Regions from separate parts of the Mus musculus genome. Here all the other regions are linked to region 2. Evidence: chromatin contacts called from public ChIA-PET, Micro-C and promoter capture Hi-C data. All regions are on one chromosome and are shown on one strand. The core of a region is the stretch at or near the end of the contact, and the rest is flanking DNA. Distances in the headings are between cores, read along the strand shown. Region 1 overlaps Rnf169 (ring finger protein 169). Region 2 holds the start of Pgm2l1 (phosphoglucomutase 2-like 1). Region 3 holds the start of Spcs2 (signal peptidase complex subunit 2 homolog (S. cerevisiae)). Region 4 holds the start of Ucp2 (uncoupling protein 2 (mitochondrial, proton carrier)). Region 5 overlaps Xrra1 (X-ray radiation resistance associated 1).

What was found. Promoter capture Hi-C pulls out the DNA fragments that hold promoters and counts their contacts. A called contact is a pair of places that touch in the nucleus more often than the background predicts. ChIA-PET counts read pairs in DNA pulled down with a chosen protein or histone mark.
Region 1: a contact with region 2 is called in an RNA polymerase II ChIA-PET map of effector CD8 T cells, with 7 read pairs. The contact joins the enhancer-like site here to the promoter of Pgm2l1 in region 2. A contact is called at or near these places in 2 of 39 promoter capture datasets (the HPC-7 cell line and hippocampal neurons), 2 of 115 datasets of contacts at active chromatin or transcription factors (bone marrow-derived macrophages and effector CD8 T cells) and 1 of 9 other capture datasets (adipose tissue).
Region 3: a contact with region 2 is called in a Micro-C map of embryonic stem cells, with 5 times the contacts expected there. The contact joins the promoter of Spcs2 here to the promoter of Pgm2l1 in region 2. A contact is called at or near these places in 3 of 484 Hi-C or Micro-C datasets (CD4 T cells, embryonic stem cells and olfactory sensory neurons) and 3 of 115 datasets of contacts at active chromatin or transcription factors (a beta-TC-6 cell line, bone marrow-derived macrophages and embryonic stem cells).
Region 4: an RNA polymerase II ChIA-PET map of memory CD8 T cells shows a contact between it and region 2, with 41 read pairs. The contact joins the promoter of Ucp2 here to the promoter of Pgm2l1 in region 2. A contact is called at or near these places in 1 of 15 datasets of contacts at CTCF or cohesin (the NIH/3T3 cell line), 3 of 484 Hi-C or Micro-C datasets (embryonic stem cells and extraembryonic endoderm stem cells), 5 of 115 datasets of contacts at active chromatin or transcription factors (the SCID.adh cell line, cardiomyocytes, effector CD8 T cells and 2 more) and 1 of 9 other capture datasets (liver).
Region 5: a promoter capture Hi-C map of hippocampal neurons shows a contact between it and region 2, with 4 times the contacts expected there. The contact joins the enhancer-like site here to the promoter of Pgm2l1 in region 2. A contact is called at or near these places in 6 of 39 promoter capture datasets (3T3-L1-derived adipocytes, embryonic stem cells, hippocampal neurons and 2 more), 1 of 484 Hi-C or Micro-C datasets (olfactory sensory neurons) and 1 of 115 datasets of contacts at active chromatin or transcription factors (bone marrow-derived macrophages).

Annotation. Positions count from the first base shown.
Region 1 is chr7:99,945,133-99,947,832 of GRCm38.p6, forward strand. All of the region lies in intron 2 of Rnf169 (ring finger protein 169), which reads right to left. It also overlaps the pseudogene Gm18959. Among named protein-coding and RNA genes, the nearest start is that of Gm5115, 14 kb to the left of the region's middle. Within about 2 kb of position 1,374, at least 60 of the 459 cell types and tissues checked have an H3K27ac peak or open chromatin away from gene starts, as enhancers often do. A contact at or near this core is called in the HPC-7 cell line, adipose tissue, bone marrow-derived macrophages and 2 more, where this site is marked.
Region 2 is chr7:100,226,178-100,228,877 of GRCm38.p6, forward strand. Pgm2l1 (phosphoglucomutase 2-like 1) reads left to right here and starts at 1,430. Exons shown (of 14, transcript NM_027629.3): 1 at 1,430-1,857. The coding sequence starts at 1,747. It overlaps Gm34877 (a long non-coding RNA gene), which reads right to left and starts at 1,228. Exons shown (of 3, transcript XR_869834.3): 1 at 953-1,228.
Region 3 is chr7:99,857,570-99,860,269 of GRCm38.p6, forward strand. Spcs2 (signal peptidase complex subunit 2 homolog (S. cerevisiae)) reads right to left here and starts at 1,314. Exons shown (of 5, transcript NM_025668.3): 1 at 1,195-1,314. The coding sequence starts at 1,308. It overlaps Xrra1 (X-ray radiation resistance associated 1), which reads left to right and starts at 1,649. Exons shown (of 19, transcript NM_001164258.1): 1 at 1,649-1,661.
Region 4 is chr7:100,491,981-100,494,680 of GRCm38.p6, forward strand. It overlaps Ucp2 (uncoupling protein 2 (mitochondrial, proton carrier)), which reads left to right and starts at 1,378. Exons shown (of 8, transcript NM_011671.5): 1 at 1,378-1,485; 2 at 2,234-2,395.
Region 5 is chr7:99,877,110-99,879,809 of GRCm38.p6, forward strand. It overlaps Xrra1 (X-ray radiation resistance associated 1), which reads left to right. Exons shown (of 19, transcript NM_001164258.1): 7 at 2,261-2,358. All of the region lies in intron 4 of Gm38405 (a long non-coding RNA gene), which reads right to left. Among named protein-coding and RNA genes, the nearest start is that of Xrra1, 19 kb to the left of the region's middle. Within about 2 kb of position 1,367, at least 8 of the 459 cell types and tissues checked have an H3K27ac peak or open chromatin away from gene starts, as enhancers often do. A contact at or near this core is called in hippocampal neurons, where this site is marked.

The sequences.
Region 1 (2,700 bases), core at 124-2,623, 280 kb before region 2:
CGGAGCATGTCGTCATGGAGACGGTTGCACAATAAACCGACCTTTAGCCAGACCACTGCCCTCTTGAACATTTACCGTGACCCTCAAAACCCTTCCCAGTCTGCTGACGGTTTGCGCTGTGCTGTGAGCGACGTGGAGATGCAGGAGCACTATGATGAGTTCTTTGAGGAAGTCTTCACTGAGATGGAAGAGAAGTACGGGGAAGTCGAGGAGATGAACGTCTGCGACAACCTAGGAGACCATGAGGAGGATGCAGAGAAAGCCGTGATCGACTTGAATAACCGTTGGTTTAATGGACAGCCGATCCATGCAGAGCTGTCCTCAGTAACTGACTTCAGGGAAGCCTGCTGCCGCCAGTATGAAATGGGAGAGTGCACAAGAGGGGGCTTCTGCAACTTCATGCATTTGAAGTCCATCTCAAGAGAGCTACGACGGGAGCTGTATGGGCGCCAGCGCAAGAAGCATAGATCCAGGTCCCGATCCAGGGAACGGAGTTCCCGATCCAGAGACCGTGGACGCGGTGGTGGAGGTGGAGGTGGCGGAGGAAGGAGCGTGACAGGAGGCGGTCAAGAGACCGGGAGAGATCTGGACGATTCTGAGCCGAGCCCTTTTTACCGTGTGTCTGCTAGACAGTGTTGTAGTTGGTTGACAAGCCAGTTCATAATGGGATTAAAAAAAAAAAAACCAACAAAGATGGGTTTCTGAATAAACTTAGTAGTGATACAGTTAAAAAAAAAAGATGACAAAGAAACAAGACTATTTTAGGGGGAGGTGTGTCTGTTTTAATTAATTAGTTAGTGAATTATTTCCTTGTATATACATTTGCATAGATGACTGGGTGCAAGTCAGGAAGCCATGGTGCATGCACTTGAGGACAATTGCAGGAGCCTGTCTTTCCTTCTGTATGGGTCCCAGGGGTGGAACTCAGATGGTCAGGCAGGGCGGCAGCTGCCTTAACAAACTGAGTCATCTCACTAACAAAAGGTCTCACTACTGCATAGCACAGGCTAGCCTTGAGCTGAGTCATCTCACTAACAAAAGGTCTCACTGCGTAGCACAGGCTAGCCTTGAGCTCAGGGTGCTCCTCCCTTGGCTTCCCACGTGCTGGCATTCCAGCCTTGTACCTTCACACTTAGTTAAAAATCATACTTCTCACAGGAGGTTGTCTCTAGATTTAAATAATAACAACAACAACCCATAGCAACAAAAACAAAACAATAGAGCCTGGCTTTATTCTTTCCATTTCTATAGGTCTGACTGCTATAGCCTGAACTAGTCTCGAAGTCACTGAAGCTACTTCAAGTAGTTATATGTAAGCAGGAAACACCACGTACACTGCAGTGAAGTGGACTTCCAGCTCCACCCAACTCAAATGAGACCATACAGGAAGAGGAGCAAATCCACAGACAGGAAACAAGACGGAAGTCAGTGCTCACAGGCCATCTCAGAGACTCTTGTTTGGAGACTAACCACAGACAACACACAGATGGGCATTGCATCTTTCATGGGATACAGAGGAAAAACGAGATCAGGCTTTAGCATCACAGTAATTACATTTGCTAACAGTGTGCCAGGCACTGAGCTAACAAACTAGGCCTCTGTGTCCATTACACCTCTACCCCTGCCCATGTTTTGCTCACACCCAAGGCTGCAGGAGAGGATCTAAGAGCTTAGGGTAGCACATGGAAGCTATAGACCACCCCCACAGGACTTACCCTGCTCAGATCTTCATTTGCATGTGTGGCTGTAAACTGGTGTTGAAGAGGTGAGCACAAGAGGCCCCTGAGTTCAAGGAAGCCCTCTAGTAAACCAGCTGTACTTATGAAGTGTCTATGAGAACCCCAACCTCTACCTGTGCCTGGACCAACATCTCACTCAAAAGTAACTATAGTCTTGGTTTCTAACACTTTAAAATAATAAAATCATTTTATCTTCTCGAGGCTCTTTAGAGCCTGAGCTAGCCTTGAACTTCCCAGCCTGCTGCCTCAGTTTCTCAAATGCTGGGAGAATAGGCATGTGCCACTGTATCCGGCCTAGCTTTGACTTTTACGTACATAGAGTACTCTGTTTTTTGACTGCCATCCTTCATTCACCATTCCAGGAAACTTAGCTGTGTGCAATTTCTCATTTTGTTCTTTGTATTCTATTGCTTGATTTTAAAACAATCTGACCATCTATTATTCATAGGTACCTGGAGACATTCTAGCCTGTGGCTATTTAAAAATAAGCTGGTATTCTTGACGACTTACCTAGGGATATGCATACCACAGAAGTCTGGAAGAACCTGTGAGTCATCCGATGTGGGCGTGCGGCCAGCTTCTCAAGCTCACTGTACAGACTACACTCCCACCTGCAGCCCCTCCTGCCAGGAGGAAAACAGTCGCTCCCAGATTCTCCACCACTCAGTGCTCTATCTATTTTTGCCATCCTGTGGGCTGGTACTGCATTAGGACTTTGAGAGCCAGGCCCGCAAAGCACTTCCCGAAGCTCGTTACTTGCACATCCTCTTTCTGGCATGGTTAGCCACGTCACATCTTTGCCCTTCTAATAAGAGTTACTTATAGTCTTTGGAGATGAGGACTGTCAGGATAAAATATACACATACATGTGTCTGCATATATTTCTCTGTGTTACAGCTTACATATGTTCATTAAAAGTCCATGTGTTCAAAATGTAACCCTCATATTTGGAGGCAGGGCT
Region 2 (2,700 bases), core at 180-2,679:
TTGTTTATATTCTTCTAATATCAGCTCCTAGCATAATTCTTGTTTTGTTGATTTTTAAGGCAAACACTGCAACCCCTTACAATGACATATATTATTTTTCAGAATCTCTCAATACAATTATTTTATGCTAGTAGTTTGGATTTTATTAGAACAAATGATGTCTTTAAAAAATAAAAGGAATACTTTGGATTTATTATGTCTTTTATCTTTGAGCCTCAAAACACTCTAAAACTATTTCTTCAATTACTGTACTGTCATGCTATAAATATTATATAATCCTTACAAGAGCAAAAGGCTGATGAGGAAGAGTTTTAATATACTTGGTCAAGTCACACCAAGAAGGTATTTGGCACAGTGTGGTGGTGCACACCTGGAATTCCAGCACTCAAGAGTTCAATTTCAGCCTGGCGTATATTATGTTCAAGGCTAGCCAAAGCCATAGAGGAGACCCTGTCTCAAAAACAGAGAAAGCAGAGTGGTCCATATACAAGACTTCAGTATTTCTCTGGCCTCAAGTAATGAGACCTGAAAGGCGCACATTTATAGAAGAAAGAAAGTGAAGGTGTTCATTTCTTTTTTCCTCTGTATTCCTACTTGTTCATGAATTTTATGATGTTTGTACATTCTTAAAATAGGGTTAAATGCTGACCCATCATCTGACAACCTTCTTATCTATTTTCCAGACATTATATTCTCTCTACCTCTATTCCGCGGCTACAACTGAACAAAAACAACTGCCAGCTGAGGTAACATAACAGACTGAAACCCGCATTCATTTCTCAGGAACGCTACTGCTCAGAAAATTCGGTTTGCCTTTCAGTTCCTTCTGTGTAAAGTGGGAAAGGAATATACATACAACCTACCACACAGGATGAATGAAATGACAAAAAACGACTCGTAAACTTTCAAGTACAAATAGATACCGTTGTTCCTTACGTCATTCCTTTTTTACCTTAAAGCAGGAGACCACCACTGCACAACATAAGTAAGAAGCGTCAGGGAACAGGTGGTGCTTTTTCTCTCCGAGGGAAGGGAAAGGCAACGGGTGTACAGAACTCGGGGAACCGGGGAAAACTACAACTCCCGTGAGGCGTCACGCGCGCCACTTTGGGCTCCCAAGCGAGACCAAGCCCTGAGGCGAAGAGGGTGGGGCCTGCGCGCGCCGGGGACTCTCCTAGTGAGTGCAGAGGCGGGCTGCTTGAGACGACGGGGACACCAGGTGGAGGCGCACGTGCGAGTGCGGGGCGGGTGATAAGGGAAAGACAGCTGAGGAACGGCATTAAAAAAACAAAGCCAGCTGTGCACTGTCGCCTCAGCGGACAGCAAACGCTGCAGCGGAGGTGCGGGGCGCGCGCTCCCGGGCTCGCGCCTCATGCCTCGGGCACTCGGACGGGCCGGGGCGGGCGGGGGCGGCGCGGGCGGCGCGGGGGCGGGGCCTAAGGCGGCGCGGGCGAAGGCGGCGACCCAGACATCTGGGACTGTTGTTGTTCTCTCGCCTCACGCCCGCCTCAGTCAGTTCGAGCTGAGATCCGGAGCTAGTCTGCTGGGAGGCGGCTGTCCTGTCTCCGCCCTCTCTCCGGGTTCGCTGGAGCTGCGGCAGGAGCTGGCGCGGACTGAACAGCTCGCGGTTGGTCTCCGATGCCCTTCGTCAAGGAGGGGGTTTCTGGACCCTGGTGAGCGCACCTAGAGCCCCCCTGACTCAGTGTCTTCGCCCGCCCCTCGGGCCCGCAAACCCGTGTGTCTACCATGGCTGAGAACGCAGATGATGACCTGAACTCTAACCTGCTCCACGCCCCCTACCTCACTGGGGACCCCCAGCTAGACACGGCCATCGGGCAGTGGCTGCGTTGGGACAAGGTGGGTACCTGGTCACCCCGGCATCTGTCCCCTCTTTCTGCTCACCCTCGCACAGTCCACCCTTTCCGGTACCCACCCAGGGCTCTGGAGGCTCCAGGGGAGATGGCTCCAGCCAGCGCAGGGCTAGTGGAGTTGGGCGATGCCTCTCACCTATGCAGGGGCTGCTTTCCCCGGCGGGCTGGGCTGGGCAGGGACGACTGCAGTCTCTTTCTTTTGTGGTAGGCTACACCGCAGTCCCGCTTCCTCCCTTGCTGCCCCTTCCCTTCCAGTGAGTATCATCTCTCATGGTCAAAATACTTCGTCCTCATTCTCATCGTTGTAAGTTATCCTCTGTGTACTATGCATCCATCACCTTTCCTCTTTCTCCTTTGACTTCCTTCTCTGCAGAACCAGAAAGTGGCTTCTGGTTCTTGAACGTTACTAACCACTCACTATGTTGCTCTGCTGTGTTTCCACCCTCTGTCACTAGGTAATCGCTGGCTAGGTATTCGCTAGTCTATTTCACTCTTATTTTCTGGTATCACCTTTTGCTATTAAATGTGACAAGGGTTCTCCTCTTATTTCATTCCTCTGCCGGCAGTTATTTATTGGAAGTATCCTGTTCAAAAAATTGTCATGGACATCTAGAATAGTCTAGTTGTACTGATAGAATTTGCACCATTCTCAAATCTTAAAAGGCAGATTCTGATCAGATATTTAGGAATTGCTTAGGAATTTCAGAATTGCTGATGCCATCGTTTCTTCTCTCTCCCTCCCCTTGTGCAGGTATATAGGGTGGGTTGGTGAAAGCTAGAATTAAAATGCATCCTTTTCACTTGTAAACGAGGCTCTTGGAGGCTTTTT
Region 3 (2,700 bases), core at 64-2,563, 370 kb before region 2:
ATCCTGCACAAAGCCAGTTCCAGTCCAGGCCAGCTTAGCTACACAGCAAGACCCTGTCTCAAACTTGACTCTAAGGACCCTCCAAAAGACAAGGGGAACTGGGGACGTGGGTCAGTGGTGGAGTGCTGCCTACCATGTAGGAAGCTACACAAATGCGGGATGATCAGGCATCCATCTCTTAAGCCCTAGCCATCTGTTCCACACAGAGGAGTAATAGAGCATTTCGATTAAAATGTTTCAAGAAAAGTGGTTTACTATATGAAAGCACCATGCTTCACCCTCATCACATCAGCTGGGAAGGACAACCCTGGAAGGGGGCCAGAAGGTATGCTGGACTAAACCCCTCATTCTACAGAATAAGGAAGGCAATAAGGAGAACAGGCACATTTTAGGACACAGAGCTAGAGGCAAAACTAATGCCAGGCCCGTTTTTCAGGCAACTGTCTCTTGCAAGTTGCTGTGCAAGGGGCAAGATGGTCAATCCAGGAGCAGCGTTCCTCCCCTGACTCTTTCCTTTAAGCCCTTATGGACAAGGACGTGAAATTCTTTAGAAATTGTGTAGGCAGAGTGGAAAGCAGTCAGCTGGTACAGACAGAAAAGGCCACGCAGGGGAAGAGAAAGGCAGGGAACCCAAGAGGGACAAAGAATCTTAAGGCTTCCTATCAGACCAGCAAGGGAAGTCAACATACGAATATTTCATTATTTGACATATCATGAAAAAATTAAAAGAAACCAAAAAAAAAAAAAAAACCCTTAAAAACTTTAAAGGCCAAGGAACTCTTTGGGCTCTGTAGCAACACGCGAGGATGATGGTGGAAGGGTTTGGGGAATACTGACTTCGAGGAGATTCTTTCAATTTCTTTAGAAGTTCCATTTTCCACGTTGATGTTATGGGCATTTTCAAGAGTGGCCCTCCTAGCACAATAGAAACGTGATCATTATGGTGAAATATTGCCATAATTACGAGAAGCTGCGGTGGCGGTTAGGGACCAGCAGCACTTGCTTAAAGAGACGACTAAAGGGAAGGATTGTTTTCCAACGTGTAGAGAGGGCAAGTTACAAGTGTGCGTTCGTGTGCTACGGAGGAGCGCTCAAGGAGCCACAGAAAATAAGGGGGTGGGGATGGGAAGCTGGGCTCACCAGCTCCTGGGCATTCCCCGGGCTCTAGATTGTCCCCAGGACTAAGCTCCTCACCTTATCCAACAAACCACTGCGGCTGCTGCTTGTCCCGCAGCTGGGGCCGCCGCCAGCCCCACTACTGCCTCCGCCACCGCCGCTTCTCCCACCCTGCGACGCCGACGCTGCCATCTTGTCTCCCTCCGTGTCTCCCTCCCATACGACTTGTCCGAAGCCGATTGGCTGAAGCTGCTCATGTGATAGGCAGCGCAGAGCCCATCGGGATCCGTAGTCTGGTGTGCTGATGAGGGCTGAAAGAGGCCGCGGGGCTTGACGGGACTTGTAGTTAGAATCTGCCGTCGCCGGTTGCCGCCTCCGTTGCTAGCCACATCCTCGCGGTTACTAAGGAGTGGGTGGGGAAGGCTGTGGCAAGCGCCACCGTGGAGCGACTCCGAGATTCCCGTGAGGCTTGCAGGCGTGCACTCCGCCTGACAGGGACATCGCCTCCGCGGGCTCTTCGGAGGCGGAAACGACGCCGAAGGCAGGTGTGGCTGGAAACTTAATTTTGCTTGAATTATGAGTCTTTCCAGCCCCAGATGTTGTGTCCTAAGAAGGGAGGTAGAGCCTGCTCTTCACCCCTTTCTGTCCCTGAAGGTAGAATATCAGCTCGATTATTCTCTCCGAAGTAACCATAATCTCAGCTGTTAGTAATGTTTCCTGTAGAACTATCATTTATTGAGTGCCTACTGTGTGCTAGGCAGTGCCCTACATGCACTTACATCCACCCATTCTGTGTCTGTCTCAGGATAATGCTGTATAGACAAGAAAAGGAATTTTTCAGAAGCCAGAGAGCATAAGTCAGAACACACTTAAAACCAACTTTTTAGTTTTTTAAACTTAAAAGCATGTTTCCAGTTTGACAATGTGATTTTTATAAATATTGAGAGAAAAAAATATTGAGCACCAAAAAAACTTGACACTGAAACTAAGGCATATAAGGAAAATAGACCTGGGATATCTCATAGTAATATCACTTTATGCCATATTACATTGCATTATTTAGTTTTTATACCTACATATTTTCCATATGTGTACAGATGATCCGCCAGATACTGAATTCGCTAGACATTTTGTTTTGTTTTTCTGAGACAGGGTCTCACCATTAGGTCTAGCTGTCCTGAAACTCACTGTGTAGACAAATTGGCTTCAAACTCCCAGAGATCCACCTACCTCTGACTCCTTAGTGCTGGAACCAAAGGTGTATAATACCATGCCCAGCCTCTGAATCGCTTAGCATGTACTCAGTCCTGTTCTACACACTTAGAATATACCTCTGAATGAAAGAGACAAAATGTTCTTGGCAAGGCTATGTTCACATGATCACTAAAGAATAGCAGATTAGATTTCATCCTCGATTAAGCAATTCCTGGCCACTCCAGTTGTAAGGGTCCAAAAATCACTGAAAGAAGACCCCAGGCTCAGAGAGTATACAAAAACAAAGAGCATTTATTCTGCAGAAACACCAGCATGCAGGGGCCAACCATTCTTTGAAATGGTGACCCCAGATAAACGCATGCAGGCCTT
Region 4 (2,700 bases), core at 128-2,627, 270 kb after region 2:
ACCAGCTATGTTGGGATCACTATCCACCCACCAGCTATGGGGTTTTGCCACTTGATAGTGAAGGTTTATTTTATCTAGTCTTGTTTAAAGTAAGCCAGCTGGCTAATAAAGCCACACTGGGTGTTCAGGATCCTTTCCTGGGTACGTTTTTAAGCACAAAACCCATGTTTTAGGGTGACATACTTCAGCTAACAAAACAAGTTAGCCAGTAGTGGAACCACAGAAGCCAAAAGGTAAGATCAGTACATTTAGAGATTTTTCCAGAACGATGGACATTGATGGTTCTGTCTGTGTGCTGAGTTTTACAGTTGAATGGTACTTCCATCATGGAGTCAGATGTGCTAAGGTCTGGGGTCCTATTAAGGTCTGGGGCCTCTCACACTTTCTTGTTCTGGAAAATAATGGTTAATGATGACCTGGAAAGATTATCGTTAGGTGCCTGCGCCGCCTACCTGATGCATAGTAATTGCTTTCCACAAACGTTCACCCAGCCCCCTCCTCCCACTGCACTTTCCACAGCAGCCCAAACCTACTTGAGCTTCTATTATAGTATATTCGGACCCCTGGTCCCCGGCTTCCTGCTCTTGGGCGCCTAATTCCTAGGCAAGCAAAAAGGGTTCCACGCCCTGATCTAATCTCTTAAAACTCCGGGGCTAAGGAGGATAAAAACAAAAGAAGAAACCGACGGAGAGTACCAAAGCTTGAACACAAATTGAGGCAAATTGAGACCTGCTTCCTACCCCCACAATGCACGTTAGTCCCCGACACAGGGCCCAAGTATTGCTTTCACGTCCCCCACTCCTACGTGGCCATTATCTCGCTGAGGTCCCGTCCACCTGCTGAGTTTGTCCTCGCTGGGCTGGAGTGCAACAGGCGAGGCTCTGCCCTGCCCTCTTCCTTGCGGGGCGCCAGCCTGGCTGCACTCGGTGCAGAGGGGAGGGGAGGCCAGGTGTTCTCGCCCCACTCCAGCCGTTAGGTGCCAGTGTCCCCCGGGACCTGACTGGGAGCGGCAGAAGGCGGGAACGCCAGCCTTGCCCCGTCACCACACCCGGGTTTGTTCCGGTCCCCGAAGCCCGCGCTCCGCCCGGTCCCCAGGTGCCTTGCAGGGAGGGGGAGGGGAGACTTGAAGGGGTAAGGGGTCGCGATCCAGAGCAGCTGGCCAGTCAGTCTGCCTGTCCTCACAAAGAGATTGTCTGCCCCGGGAATAGAAGGGGAAGATCTGAGACTGGAGCCTCTGGGGGGACCTAGGGGTTTCAGGCAACCACAGATGGAAACGCCTCCTCACCCGGGGGCGTGGGCCGCCCTGGCTCCGCCTCGTCACGCCACGCCCCGACCACGCCCTCTAGACTTAAGTTCTGTAGGCGCGGGTTCGCAGCTACTGTCAGTTCCGCCCTCGGTGTCGTCGGGTCGCCAGCTTCCTGGGCAGCCACCACTCTCCCGCCGTCGGACACAGCCTTCTGCACTCCTGTGTTCTCCTGCGGTCCGGTGAGCGTGCCCCATCCCTTCGCTGGCCGCACCTGCTCTCTCCCACTCCATCTGTCTTTTCTCTTTCTTTTCCCTTCCCTGGAGTCCTAATTTGCCCTCTCTAGGTTTCTTTCCTCCTAAATACGCCCTTTGTTATTTGCCTCTGACGTCCAGTTGGTCGAAGGTTAAAACCTTCATCTCTTTACTTCTTCCCCTCAGCCTCGATGTTCCCAGCCTGACCCGGGCGGGGTGGGGGAAGGGGCTTTCACGTCAGCGAAGATCAGAATGACTGTCACCAGGAGGCTCTGGGCCATGTGCCCTAAAGCCTGTTCTTGTATCAAGGGTTGTTTGTGCCTGGAGGAGCCTTGGAGTTTGTTTGGCCTTTGTTACACTATCTTATGTGGCTGCCTGCCGGAGGTGGAAGTAGGGACACAGGGAGACTGGACCTGCCTTATCCTGATTCAACACAAATAGATATAATGCTCCACTCAACAGTTTTGTGACTGTATCCCCCAGGCACAGCACAGCTGCCTGTCTACATAACTGTCTGAGAAACAAATTTGGAAGTGAGCCAACGTGTGGGAGTAAAGACTCCTGAGTTCTTCCCCTAGACCCTGGCTGCTCTGAGTGAGAACTGAGCCTTGCATGGGTCCCTCCCAGCAAGGCTGTCTGAAAGGACTTGTGTGACAGATGACCCTTCCTTGCAGGGCGGTGGTCCTGCAAAGACAATCTTCCTTTCTAAACTTGGCTTCCTTCCTCTCCCCCACAGGACACAATAGTATGAACTTTAAGTGTTTCGTCTCCCAGCCATTTTCTATGGAAAATCGAGGGGATCGGGCCATGGTAGCCACCGGCAGCTTTGAAGAACGAGACACCTTTAGAGAAGCTTGACCTTGGAGGCCTCAGCCTGAGACCTCAAAGCAGCCTCCAGGTAAGGAGTCCCGGCTAAGGAAGCCTTCTCTCAGGCCTGGGGCCTAGGGCTGCTCAGCAAGACAATAAAAATTCCCCTCCTCCCACCCTGATGAGAGCCTCTTCACAGCTCAGCAATCCCCTTCTTCATCCCTGATCACCTTCTGGCCCGTAAAGATGGCGGACCCCAGTGTATAAGGGGAGAACCTGAGTGGGGTGGGGACTGGTTCCAGGTGGCCTTGGCAGTCAACAGCAGAGCTGGGGCAGAAGCTTATGGTGTGTGTGTGTGTGTGTGTGTGTGTGTGTGTGTGTGTGTTATGGTGTGTG
Region 5 (2,700 bases), core at 117-2,616, 350 kb before region 2:
GGCTTTGAGAGTTGAGCTTAGTCCTCTAGACAGAAGAGGCGTGGAAGGCTTTTAACCAGGGAATCTCAGAGAGGAGGGGTTTTCCATGGGAGGGGAATGAAGCTTGAGATGGGGAGTGAAGGGGATTGAGAGAGTGATCTGGGAAGAGATGGGAATCACAGGGGCAGGGATGAGGCTGGGGATACCCAGAGACAGTTCTAGAAGGGGTGTGTCAATGAGTTTGTTTCAATGAGTTGGAGGATAGCGTCCATCAAAGCATCTAATAAGATCCTTGCCTTAGAAGAAAGTGTATTCTGCTAGGAATGCCTTGGTATAAACAGGCCAAAAGGCCTGATAAATGCCCAGCTTCATTAAGGACAAAAACATGGGGGTCACTCACAGCCACCTATAACACCAGTACACAGTTTTATGTCCATCAAATATTGGCAAGTATGAAAGATGCTAACCACAGCCAGCCCTGCGTAGTCAAGGGAGACTCTCGGTGAAAGTCAAATATAAGAAAGTTGTGTGAGTCCTTAAAGGAAATTTGGCAATGTCTCTTAAAATTTAAGATGAGGCTGGAGATCTGGCTCAGCTGTTAAGAGTATTTGCTGCTCTTGCAGAGGACCTGGGTTCAATTTCTAGCACCCATGGGGGCCACTCACAGCCACCTGTAACTCCAGTTCCAGAGGATCCAGTGACCTCTTCTCACTTTCATTGGCTTCTGCACATACTTACTGCACACAGTGTCACACAGGAACATATACATATAATAAATAAGTAAATAAATAAATCTTTTAAAAGTTGAGATAGTCACTGCCTTTAGTAGTTCTGTTTCTAGGAATATATTCCACAGAAAGAGACTTACCCAAGGGAATTCCCCCAGTCAGTGTCTTATTTGACCTTACTGAGCCTCCTGACTCTCAAGCTCTTGTAGGCTACATAGTACACCAGGTTCACTTAGAAGCTTCTAAGTGATTCTACATTGTGTTCCTGTAGGATTTCAGGAGTCCTACAGTGGAGTTCCCATGGTTGACTCTCTTGCAGGGTTGTCCACTAGCCAAGAGTCACCCTGGGTGCTGGACAGAAACTCTCATTGGGTAAATGCAGGGATCACCCTTGTTTGGAAATCTCATCAACACAGGAACCAATGTGCCATTCCATAGGTCTATATTACAGAATACCCATGAAGGACATGTCTGATTCTAGGAGTCACCACTTAAAGAGAAGCACCCCCTTCGGGCATTTATAATTTATACCTTCTCCTGGTCCAGACATAATTTTCCACTCTGCAGTCATTTTTACCACAAGCAATAGTTGCCTAGTAACACAGTTACCATAGCATGTGCTTTAGGTTACCAGGGAAACAGGCCTAGAAAGTGAATCTAAGATCCAGTTGTCATGCAAGAAGGAGTCCTTGATTACCTCCCTCCCACATAGGTTACACACTACCAACAGGAAAAGCGAGTGCATGTCTATACTAGAAAGATAACTAAGATGCTGGACAAGTTTAACCTGGAATAATCTTCACATCAAACTGTGAAAGGAGAAAAGCCACTGTACAGCATGTATTCTGTTTTTATAAGAAGAAAACTGTATTTCAATACATACATGAGAAAAATATTAGGTATATACATAAAATTTTGAACAGTTGACACTAAATGTTGGGATTAAAGGAACATTTTTCCCCGTGATGTTTGACTATTTGGGGTAAGCATGTTAGCATCTCTAATCAGAGGTTATCTAGGAGTGTGGCTCAGTGGTAGAGAGTTTGCCTAGCATGCACAAGACCCTTAGGTTGGCCCCTGGATTGGGAAGAGAAAATAATATATATCAGTTTTAAATGGACAGGCCTTCCATTTGAACAGACTTAACATTCGAGCCTTAGTTTTCCCAGTTACCAGCCACCTTATTTCAAATAAGTCACTTAGCCTTCCAGAGATGTCATTTCCTCAGTGATAGGATGAATGGATTCTTGTTAGTGAAGTAGCTAGAGGTTTAAATTTTTCTTGGAATCCCCTAGAGATGAAGTAACAGGCAGTTGGAAGCCACCCAGGGTGGACGCTGGGAACTGAACTATACTCTGCAAGAGCAGGGAATTCTCTTAACCTCCAAACCATCTCTCCAACCTTATGGTTAGAGATCTGAGGTCTGCAACATAAAGCATCGCCCACAGCTGGAAGCTCAGTGAATGATCATTAGCATCTTCCTCTGTAAGCCTTTCCAAGCTCAAGATCCTCTCTTATTCTCTTTCTCTCCCCCCCCCCCCGTTTCCATGTAGATGTCTTTCACACATTTCCAGTTCTAAAGGAACTGGAGCTTGCGTTCAATGGCATCAAGATGGTCTACGTGAAATATGGAGACTTCAAGACATTGGAAGTAAGTTGGAGGTAGGAAGTTTTTGATCCTACCTGTTCCCCTGTAAGAATGAGTATAGGCATCTCGACAGATTATGACTTTGGACAAAGGTTCTCTGGGCCTTCACTGCTAGGCTCTTGCTTCTTGCTTCTGGCCTCTGGAGAAGATGGTGGTGATGGTGGTGGTGGTGATGATGATGATGACAATGATAATGATGATGAGGAGGAGGATGGTGGTGGTGATGGTGGTGAAGGTAATAGTGTTAGTGGTACTGATGGCAGACAGGTAATTATGGCCAAGGTGTATGACCCTGGAATGTAAGTGCCAAGGGTCATTCATATTCAGAGGAATCTATAGAAAAGT